Regions from separate parts of the Mus musculus genome. Here region 1 is linked to region 2. Evidence: chromatin contacts called from public HiChIP or PLAC-seq data. All regions are on one chromosome and are shown on one strand. Each heading gives the region's core, a stretch centred on a gene start, on an enhancer-like site or on the middle of the called end of the contact. The rest is flanking DNA. Distances are from core to core; before and after follow the strand shown. Region 1 overlaps Col15a1 (collagen, type XV, alpha 1). Region 2 holds the start of Galnt12 (polypeptide N-acetylgalactosaminyltransferase 12).

Evidence for each region. HiChIP or PLAC-seq counts read pairs in DNA pulled down with a chosen protein or histone mark.
Region 1: a contact with region 2 is called in an H3K27ac HiChIP or PLAC-seq map of microglia, with 4 times the contacts expected there. The contact joins the enhancer-like site here to the promoter of Galnt12 in region 2. A contact is called at or near these places in 4 of 39 promoter capture datasets (embryonic stem cells, hippocampal neurons and stem cell-derived epiblast-like cells), 9 of 115 datasets of contacts at active chromatin or transcription factors (the SCID.adh cell line, embryonic forebrain, embryonic stem cells and 3 more) and 4 of 9 other capture datasets (adipose tissue, embryonic stem cells, liver and 1 more).

Annotation. Positions count from the first base shown.
Region 1 is chr4:47,245,571-47,250,137 of GRCm38.p6, forward strand. Col15a1 (collagen, type XV, alpha 1) reads left to right here. Exons shown (of 40, transcript NM_009928.3): 3 at 1-328; 4 at 1,906-1,980; 5 at 3,586-3,666. It overlaps Gm52733 (a long non-coding RNA gene), which reads right to left. Exons shown (of 3, transcript XR_003955398.1): 3 at 3,660-4,567. Among named protein-coding and RNA genes, the nearest start is that of Gm32317, 2.5 kb to the left of the region's middle. Within about 2 kb of position 2,906, at least 9 of the 459 cell types and tissues checked have an H3K27ac peak or open chromatin away from gene starts, as enhancers often do. A contact at or near this core is called in the SCID.adh cell line and microglia, where this site is marked.
Region 2 is chr4:47,088,815-47,093,937 of GRCm38.p6, forward strand. It overlaps Galnt12 (polypeptide N-acetylgalactosaminyltransferase 12), which reads left to right and starts at 3,109. Exons shown (of 10, transcript NM_172693.4): 1 at 3,109-3,514. The coding sequence starts at 3,159.

The DNA.
Region 1 (4,567 bases), core at 1,656-4,155, 160 kb after region 2:
CTTCGCTATTACCGATGCTTTCCAGAAAGTCATCTACCTGGGCCTGCGGCTTTCAAGTGTGGAGGATGGGCGCCAGCGGGTTATCCTCTACTACACGGAACCAGGCTCCCACGTGTCCCGTGAAGCTGCGGTTTTCTCCGTGCCCGTGATGACCAACAGGTGGAATCGTTTTGCTGTGACCGTCCAGGGCGAAGAAGTTGCTCTTTTCATGGACTGTGAGGAACAGAGCCAAGTCCGTTTCCAGCGATCGTCCTGGCCTTTGACCTTTGAGCCCAGTGCCGGGATCTTTGTGGGCAATGCTGGAGCTATGGGGCTGGAGAGATTTACGGTGAGTTTCAGTCCACTCCCCACAGACCAGGGAAGTTTGGACACGAACTCCCACACACTAAGGAGGAGCAATGATCATTATTATTTTACTCTCATGCTCTCAAAAGGCACGCACACCATGTGGGAAGGACTCTAGGCCTGGAAGCCAGTGATCCCAGTACTCTGCAATAAACTAGGGCTGCAGTGTTAGGCAGTAGTGTATGCCCGGGTCTGTTGTGCTGGCTGAATGTGGACACAAAAGCCCCTATCCGGAGGCTGCGCTTTTTGGCCCATCCTGTAATCTCAGCACTCAGGAGAGTGAAGCAGGAGGATCACAAATTCGAGGCTGGCCTGGGCTACCTAGTAAATTATAGGCCTGTCTGGGAAAATAGTCCGAACTGCTTTATTCACTGAAAGCCATGACTGAAAGAGTCAAGCCTGCTAGTCTCAAGTGACTTAATTTCCACATGTGGATGGTAGTTGTGTTTGTTTCTGTAATGCTGGACAAATCTGAACAATCGCATTGAGGAATCACTTCTCTGTCCTCTTTTAAACAGTATGTCCTAAAACTAACAAACCGAAGACTGACTTGACTTACCAAGGTGCATTCTGGAGAAAATATCCATTATCAGAGGCCCTCGGGTGACTCAGATATACTAGGGAAGGCAAGAGGCCTGGCTCAGACCTGCAATTTCAGCACTCACGTTTCTGAGAGTCATGAGTTCTAAGCCAGCCTGAGCTACAGGGTGAGTGCCAGGTTAGCCTACAGACTGAGAGATCCCACCTCAAAATCTTAGCAATCCAGAATCAGGCAGATCTCCGTGAGTTCAAGGCCAATGTGGTCCACTTAGTGAGTTTCAGGACAGCCAGAGCTACAAAATGAGAACATGTCTCCAAAAATAAAATTTTTTAAAAATTAAAAAATAGAATTAAAGAAAGAAAGAAAGAAAGAAAGAAAGAAAGGAAAAGAAAGAAAGAAAGAAAGAAAGAAAGAAAGAAAGAAAGAAAGGAAGAAAGGAAGGAAGGAAGAAAAAGAAACTCAACCCCGACAACCAACCAACCAAAAGGAAATGAAGAAGTCACCACTAGAGGGCAGAAATTGAATCTATTTGTAGCTCAGTGGGGACGCTGAGGCTGTGTGTACATGCTACACGTGTGTGCGCTACACATGTGCGCATGCTGCCGTCGGTGTCTTTTGAAGAGTGAGCTCCAGATCTGGGGAGTGGGGTTGGGAGGCCACTGGCCGCTCACCACATCACAACAAAGTCTAGCAAGGAAGTTTTGATCTTTGGGGGCAGAGGGAGACATGTTTCAGGGCCTGCTGCTGACCCTCAGAGGCCCTGGAGATGCTAGGAAGCTGTTGTGGCTGTCCATATTCTGAGCATATGCTAAGGGGGTCCATATTCTTTGAGAGCAAACAAGGAGAGTCCCTTGCCTGGAGAGCTGGAGGGGAGGGTTGCAGCAGTCCTGGCACCTCCGTAGACAGCACAGTCCCAGGCTGGTTCTTTGCAATGTCCTCGCTCGCCGGGACACTCCTGTCCTCCGTGGGCATTACCATGTACACCTGTAACCCATGACTCTGGTTTCTCTCTTCCTCAGGGTTCCATACAACAGCTTACCATCTATTCAGACCCCAGGACCCCTGAGGAGCTGTGTGAAGCACAAGAGTCCTCGGTGAGTCTCTGCGTTCTCCCCCCGCCCCACCCCCATCTCACCCAGGGCTCTGTGCCTCCATCCCCCAGTCAGCCAGGGGAAGGCTGGATGCCCATGCAATTCTTCTCCCTCAGCGTCATGCCGCCGCCGTCTAAAGCCTCTCATCATGGCCAGCACTGCCCCAAGTCCTATTTTGGGCTTTTGGCTTTCTTTCACTTTTTAAAGCTCTTCAGCCATCTCCTTGGAGTGGGGGCTGTGTGTCTTATAAGGTGTTCCTCGGGCTGTGGCAGTCAATGGCCTGGTTTCCAGCCTTCCTGCCAAGAAGGGTGTCAGGATTCTAAAATCAGAGCTAAAATGCTAAGATATTCTGGGTGTAAAGTCCTATAAAAATGAACCTAAATTTAGGTTCATTTTATGCTTGGCAAGTGAATCGATTCCTAAGCTGGGGGTGGGGTGGGGGCCAGGGAGGAAAGATGTCTCCTTCCTTCCTTCCTTCCCTCCAGGATTTACTGGTAGTGACAGCCCCTTGTAGGCTGGGGATAAAGGGCTATACTTCAGGGGCCGTCCCCTCCTCCAACCTATGACTTAGAGACACAACTCAGTGGAGAGAGTCTTAGACCTAGCTCAGCAGGTCAGGGAACAGAGGGGCAGGAGGAGGAGCTGGAAGCCAGGGAGGGAGAGGCCCTGTCTGAGGGTTCTTCCAGGCAGACAGGAGCATCATGCCAAAGCCAGATGCAGGCCGGGTGGCGAATCCTGTGACTGTTGCTCTTTAAGTGATGTCAGCTTCTGAACACATTAGAAGTTGGTTTCACTAATTTAGTGTTTAAAAAAAAATTCTGCACACCAGAGGTAGCATTTATGCCTGTTTGAATTTCTAGACTCCTGAGCCAGTGCCATTCAAGAGAGCTGGGAGATAGGATGAGGAAGTTGTCAAATATTTGTCTCTGCTCTGCATTCAAGTTGAAGTATAAATAACCCAGAGGTCCCAGAACAGAGGAACCTCTGCAGACAAAGCACTGGCTCCTGGGCAGACACAGGGGCTGGCTGTGAAGGTTAGGTGACAGCAGGAAGACACCTTGGATGAGTGCTCCCTGAATGGGTTCCAGGGAGCATCTTGCACAAACCAGGAGCAAAGGGAGCCTGCACATGGTCAGAAGGTGAAGTAACGAATTGTAGCAATAGCAGTGTGGATGGAAATAGAAAAACCAACAACGCACTCTGCCTTTCCCACCGTGTCTCTGATCTCATGTTTGCATACATGTATACACACAGAAAGGCACAAACACCACACATACATGTATTCACATGTACATTCGTGTATGCATGCATACCACACAAACATGTATATATGTGTACACATGTCTTCATACACATATATGTATGTGGATGTATATGTGCACACACACATGCATGCATACCACACACAGATGCACCTCCACAGATGCAGTCAAACAGATGCACATATATGCATGTAAGTGCACATATACACATACATGCAAATGTACACACATGCACATACAGCTCCTCTGCAGGAGTCTGCTTGTCAGTCTCTGACCTTCTCAAGTACCATAATCCAGTGTAACCTGCTCTCATGCCTCATGTGTGTTGTGACTTATCTCCTCACAGGCGTCTGGAGAAGCCAGTGGGTTTCAGGAGATGGATGAAGTCGCTGAAATCATGGAAGCTGTCACCTACACACAAGCCCCGGTGAGCATGCATGCTGCCCCCATGAGTGAGTTGTGTGTCTCAGGCTGTTGTCAGATCGGTGAGGTTAAGTACCTCTGGGGGAGTCAGGAGGGCCCTTTGCTACCTCACACCCACACCCAAGCAAGCTGCCAATGTCCCAGGGTCACCTGCATGCATGACTATGAAAGACATGCCAAGGCAAATGAGCTTTGTGGCCTTGGAGAATTGACTCAAACCCACTGAACTTCAATTCTCTTCTACCGAGTGATGATAGCGTATAGGGTCATTGGAGAGGTAGACAAGGCAGTCAGGAGAGAGCCTCAGAAAGTCCCCGGCATGAGGGAAATAACCCTGAATGATACTGAGTGTTGTGTTGAACCCATGGCAAAGCAGCCCCCACCTCATCCCAGCATCCACATTTCTCCCTCCTGGGACTGAGTTCTGCAGAGAAGAGAAAGGGGTTTCCAAAGCCTTGAGTCAGACCATGGAGTTGCAAGGATCTCCCATCTTTTGATAATAGCAAGGAGCGTCTGAGCTGCAAGCAAAGACAGCTCCCAGGCTGGGCGCAGCACTCAGTGAAAGCTTCTGATAGAGAGCAGGGAAACAGAAGTAAGGCAGGGACTGTACAGTATAGACCTCAGGCAGCAGGGATGTGGGTGTGGCAGGTAAGAACCATAGTCTGCTAACGCTAGAAAGACTTAGACAGATGTCTATACCAGAAAGGGAACCTGGGCAAACTGAGAGCACAGGTCTCCTGATATCTACCCAACCAAGGGTGGTCTGGGTGGGATTGTGGCACTGCACCCCCAAGACCTTGGCCAATCTTGGCTGAGATGGGGAAGCTGAGGATCCAGGAGTCTGTGCACTGCTTGGGGGCAGTATTGGAGTCCTGTGTGTCCATTAGGCTTAGCCACCCATGGGC
Region 2 (5,123 bases), core at 1,859-4,358:
ACCACGCCTGGCTGCTTGTCATGTTTGGAAGCAGAGTCTCCCTGCACTTGCCCAGGCTTCATCCTGCTTCAGAGCCCTCTCCCTGGATTAATGCCATTACAGAAGCTGAGTGTGCCCTTTGGAGCCAGCCAGAAGCTAAGCACCATTTGCCTCCATCCCAAGTTTTAGCTTTTGTTGGTTTTTTTCGCTTTGACCCGGGGTCTCATGATGTACCCATGATCCCGTGCTCTACCGGGACTTGGGATCTTCCTCCTTCAGCCTGGGATCTCAAGTGTGCAGCAGAGTCGATCTGGAGTTCTAGAATGGATATGGCCCCCACGTTAGTTCTTTCTGCTGGAAGGGCAGGTGTGAATTCGACATAGTTCTGTGCATCGGGTCCCATAGCCAGGTGATGTCAGCAAGTGCTAGATTATCTCTACTTCTGTGGAAAGAGATATGGAGGGCATCCGGGTGAGCCTGAGCCAGTCCGAGCTTGCCAGAAGTCCAGACCACCCTGACGGCCCACCATGTGGATTTCAGATTGACCAACCAGCATCTACCATAGTCTGTTCTTCCTTATAGTGAATGACTTAGTCTCTCTTTCCCTAATTCTGTTTCATGCTGTTATAAAATACAATAGCCTAAAACTCAGCCTGAAAGTATCGGTCTGCACCCCATATGGGGTGACATAACTAAATGTGGGGAACCAAGAAAAAATTAGCAATAGTAAAACGCAAAGAGCAAACATCTATTCAACATAAAATGTAAGGAATCCCATGTTTTTCTGGTGGCCTGTGTTATATCAAGTGACTTTACTGCAGCCTCCGTTCTGAACACGCACTGTGTGTGCTTTGTGCTGTGAGCCATCATAATTTGCAATGCTGGTGATGCTGCCTGAACCCACCTCAACTCAAACTTGAGACTATTGTATGATGTGAACCACAGTGTTCTTTTGCTTGTTTGTTTGTTTTTTGTTTTACTGAACATACAGTTTTCACTTTTACAGAAACAAAAGTTTCTTATGGGAAACCAAGTCCCTTACTGCCCATTCGTCAGTATGGAAGTATTAAGTGGATTGCATTGTGTAAAGGTGTTTGATTTTTAAAATAGCTGTTTGAGTTTTGATTCATAGAAAAAAGATCATTAAGTCGATTTTGGCTCCAGAGACTGGAGAGATGACTCAGTGGTCCACAGTGGTTGCTGATTTTGCGGAGGACTAGAGTTGGGGTTCCCAGCACCTGCGTGGGGCAGTTCACAGCTACCAGCAACTCTAGCTTCAGGGGACCCAATGCTCTTTCCTGGCCTCCACTGACACTCCCACATATGAGGTACACATTCACACACACCCACACACACACACATACACATAAATTTTTTAAAAACTGGAGATTTTATTTTTCTATCTTATATGTATGAGTGTCTGTCATATATAAGGCACACACATATATAAGATATTATATGTCATATGAATACATATGCATACATATTTGTATATAAATGCACCATGTGTATACAGTGCCCAGGGCACCCAGAAGATGGTGTCAGATCCCCAGGGACTGGAATTACAGACAGTTGTGAGCTGCCAAGTAGATGTTGGGTCCTCTGGAAGAGCAGCCAGTGCTCTTAATGGCTGAGCTATCTCTACAGCACCAACATAAATCTTTAAAAACAAATTTTCTTGGGACTGGGGCAGAATTTCAAAACAACACTCCAAAATATAGTTCTGCTACCTGGCACCACACATTTATGTGAAATGGCACTCCCAGCATTGGGATTTTTAAAATGAAATTATCAATCAACTCTGAAAATTATGACGATGGTTTGTGTCCTGTAGTATCAAATGCTTAGCCTTAATTTAAGTCTTTATATAAAAATAAGCAAGTCCATCCATCTTAACATGTAAACGGCTTTCTTTTATTAATAGTAAAATTATATGTATTTTAAAGATTGTTTTAAAATGAGTTTCTTTATGACTTACTATAAGTAAGTGGTTGATTTATATACTGGTTTTATATACATATACACCCAGAATTACACAAAAACTTCTGCCGTGAAAATGTGCTATTAGTGGCAAAATTAATAATAATAATAAGCCATCCTGAAAACGCTGCAGTGGCTGAAGGCTTCAGGAAGAGTTGGTAAGGTGGGGCAAGGCAAGTGGGTGCAGGAACAGAATTTGCAAAGGCACCAGCCTAGCTTGGCTCCTTCCTCCCCCCACAACTAAAGGTAAAAGTGGCAGTTTGTGTAAATTACTGAAGACATTTTATTCCTAAAAGTTAGAGGCCAGCCTGGGCTATGTAGAAAGTTTAGAGTCAACCAGGACTACAGAGTGAGACCATATTTCAGTCAACATCAGGGGCTGGGGCTGGAGACACTATTTAGCTAGGCTTGGTACCACTGACCTGTAATTCTAGGACTCAGGAAAGGAGGCCAGCCTGGGTTACTTGAGATTCCGACTATGATACAGCAACACATTTTTGATTTAAACTTTAAATTTAAAACTTTTATCTGTATGCATGTATGTATACACAAGTGTCTATATCACACGTGGGGGTTGGAGGACAACTTGAGGGAGTCCTCCTTTCACCATGTGGGGATGGATGGAACTCTGTCCTTCAAGCTTCGAAGCAAGGGCCCCGTGGCTCCCCTTTTCTCCTATAAGCCCTGAGCCAAACCTGATACATTACAGGAAAGGATGGTGTGTGTGTGTGTGTGTGTGTGTGTGTGTGTGTGTGTGTGTGTGATGGGCCTGCGGAGTGTAGGTGTCCCTAAAGCAAAGACTGAAAAACATAGCTTGGAAAACCATGGGCTCCAGTTAGTTATTCTAGGCGCCACTGAGTACCGCACAGAGCCGCCTGCAGCTTTCATGAGTCTTGGCCAGCACATCCTGAACACGTAGTGGCTAAGGTTAAGGACCTTCCATCCGGGATAGTGCTAGTGTCACGTAAGTTCAAGGAAGGGTCCCCATAGCGCCCAGAGCGCTGTGCTCAGCCCACACTCACGCCGCAAGGGTCGCCAAGCTCTCTGCTCTCTCATGTGGGCACAGGCAGGTGGGCGCGGGAGGCAGCAGCCAGGAAGAGGGCGGGGCGCAGGTGGGGCGGGCCGGGGGCGGGGCGACCGCGGTTCCGGGATCCGGGTCCAGCCTCGGCCCGAGGCCGCGGGGTGCAGCTAGCGGGTGCATGTGGGGGCGTGCGGTGAGGAGGCGCTGCCCGCGGGGGCTGCGGCGCGGCCGGGAGGCGTTGCTGGCACTGCTGGCCCTGGCAGGGCTGGGCGCGCTGCTGCGGGCTCGAAGCAGGTCGGGGACGGTGGACCCGGGACCCCCGCGGACTCCTCTCCCCGGGCGTCACGAGCCAGTGCTGCCCAGGCCGCCGCTGCCCGCCGATGCTCTGGGAGCGCATGGGGAGGCGGTGCGGCTGCAGCTGCAGGGCGAGGAGCTGCGGCTGCAGGAGGAGAGCGTGAAGCAGCACCAGATCAACATCTATCTGAGCGACCGTATCTCGCTGCACCGCCGACTGCCCGAGCGCTGGAACCCTCTGTGAGTAGTCGCGGAGCACTGGCGCGTGGGACGCAGCATCCTTCTCGGGAGGAGGTGGTGCAGAGCGGGGGTGGTGGTGGGGCGTATCTAGAGGGCGAAGAGGCGGGAAAGTTAAAAAAAAAAATCAGAACGAACCTAAGAAAGTCAAACTGGTAACTGAGTGGTCCCTTGAATCAGACACCTCAAAGTTGTCATTCTGTCGGGACAGGGTGAGATTCGAGTTAAACACACTGAAGAGACCCCTACTTCGTGCCTGTGGGGGCAGTTAGGACTGTGGGTGTGGCTGTGACTCCGGAGAGCTGACGGCGACTAGCACAGGGCTGACCCCATTCATTGGTGTGGGTGTGCTGTTGCCCAGGGATAGAGCAGAGCCATCGAGATGCCCAATGGCCGTGCCCGAGGCCCGGAGCCGCCTCCCTTTCTCTCTGGCTGTTGAAGTCCTAGCTTTGGGTGGAGGGCGGTGGGAAGAAGAGGTTTGTGGGAAGGGCGCCTGTGACTCTTGAGTCCAGCCGAGCACACTCTTGTAGGTGGTGCAGGGCAGATCCTGTGTAGTCAGAGCCTAGTTCCTGTTGAAGCTGCTGGCTTTTCAACAGGTGAGAGACAAGGAAGCAAACACCCGCAGCAGCTGCTGCTGCCACCTTTACCCTCAGTCTCCCAGACGCCTCCACCCTTTAAATTTGTTACAGAACTTTTAGTTCCCACTTGAGCTCGGTAGATTGCCTGGAAAACAGAACTCAGAAAGGGGTCCTGGTTAGAGCCACAGGGCCAGCCTGGTGTGATTATCAGGCGCTTGCCACATTCTACTCTCCAGGCCTTGACAGTTCTTTTTTTTTCCAGTTTGGAAATGGACTCAGAGGGCATAGGCAACACTGACCTGCGAGAGGATGAGATGCGGTCTGCTGTGCCCCTTCCTCCATCAGGGAGAGTTTAACAGATTTAACTGAATTTCTCTCACCTACCGCAATGGCTTTGCCCGAAGCCCTTTTCACTCTCTTTCCGAGTCAAAATTGCTGGGATTGGCAGGGATTCTCCACTCCTACCCAGTGCCTCAGGCAGCTTCAGCTCTTTGAAAGGTCAGGTCTTTTGCTCACTAGTTCTGCGGTCTCCGACAGTGGGGTTCAGTCTTTAGTTGATTTGGCCTCAGTTTCCTTGTTTGCCAACTAGGGAACCGATGAGGGTTAGTCTGTACACTCTGTGTAAGTGGGCTGAAGGAATGCCGCCTCAGACTTAATAGTCAGCATGTACCTGGGAGCACCCTGTCCTGCTTACTTCCTCTTTCCTCGACTGCCCCTTCGTGTCATCTGCATTTGGCTGGAAAGTTATTCTTCTCCGGATCCAATTTCCTTTATGGTTAGGAGTTGTGAATATCTCTTTGAAACACTTTAGATGACCTGTGGGGCTTATGGTTTCCTGTCTCCATGGTGATGCAGCTGCCTTGTGTCCTGCCGGGATTTGAGACTAGATCCTGCTGTGCCATTGACCCTGGAAATTAATCCAACCCAGCAGGATGGGCCTTGCCTCTGACTCAGGCCTGCCCCATTAGTTTCGGCTAGCCTGAGAAAAAGGTAAACTGGAGCTGTGTATGTCTGGATCAGGACAGTCTTTGAGG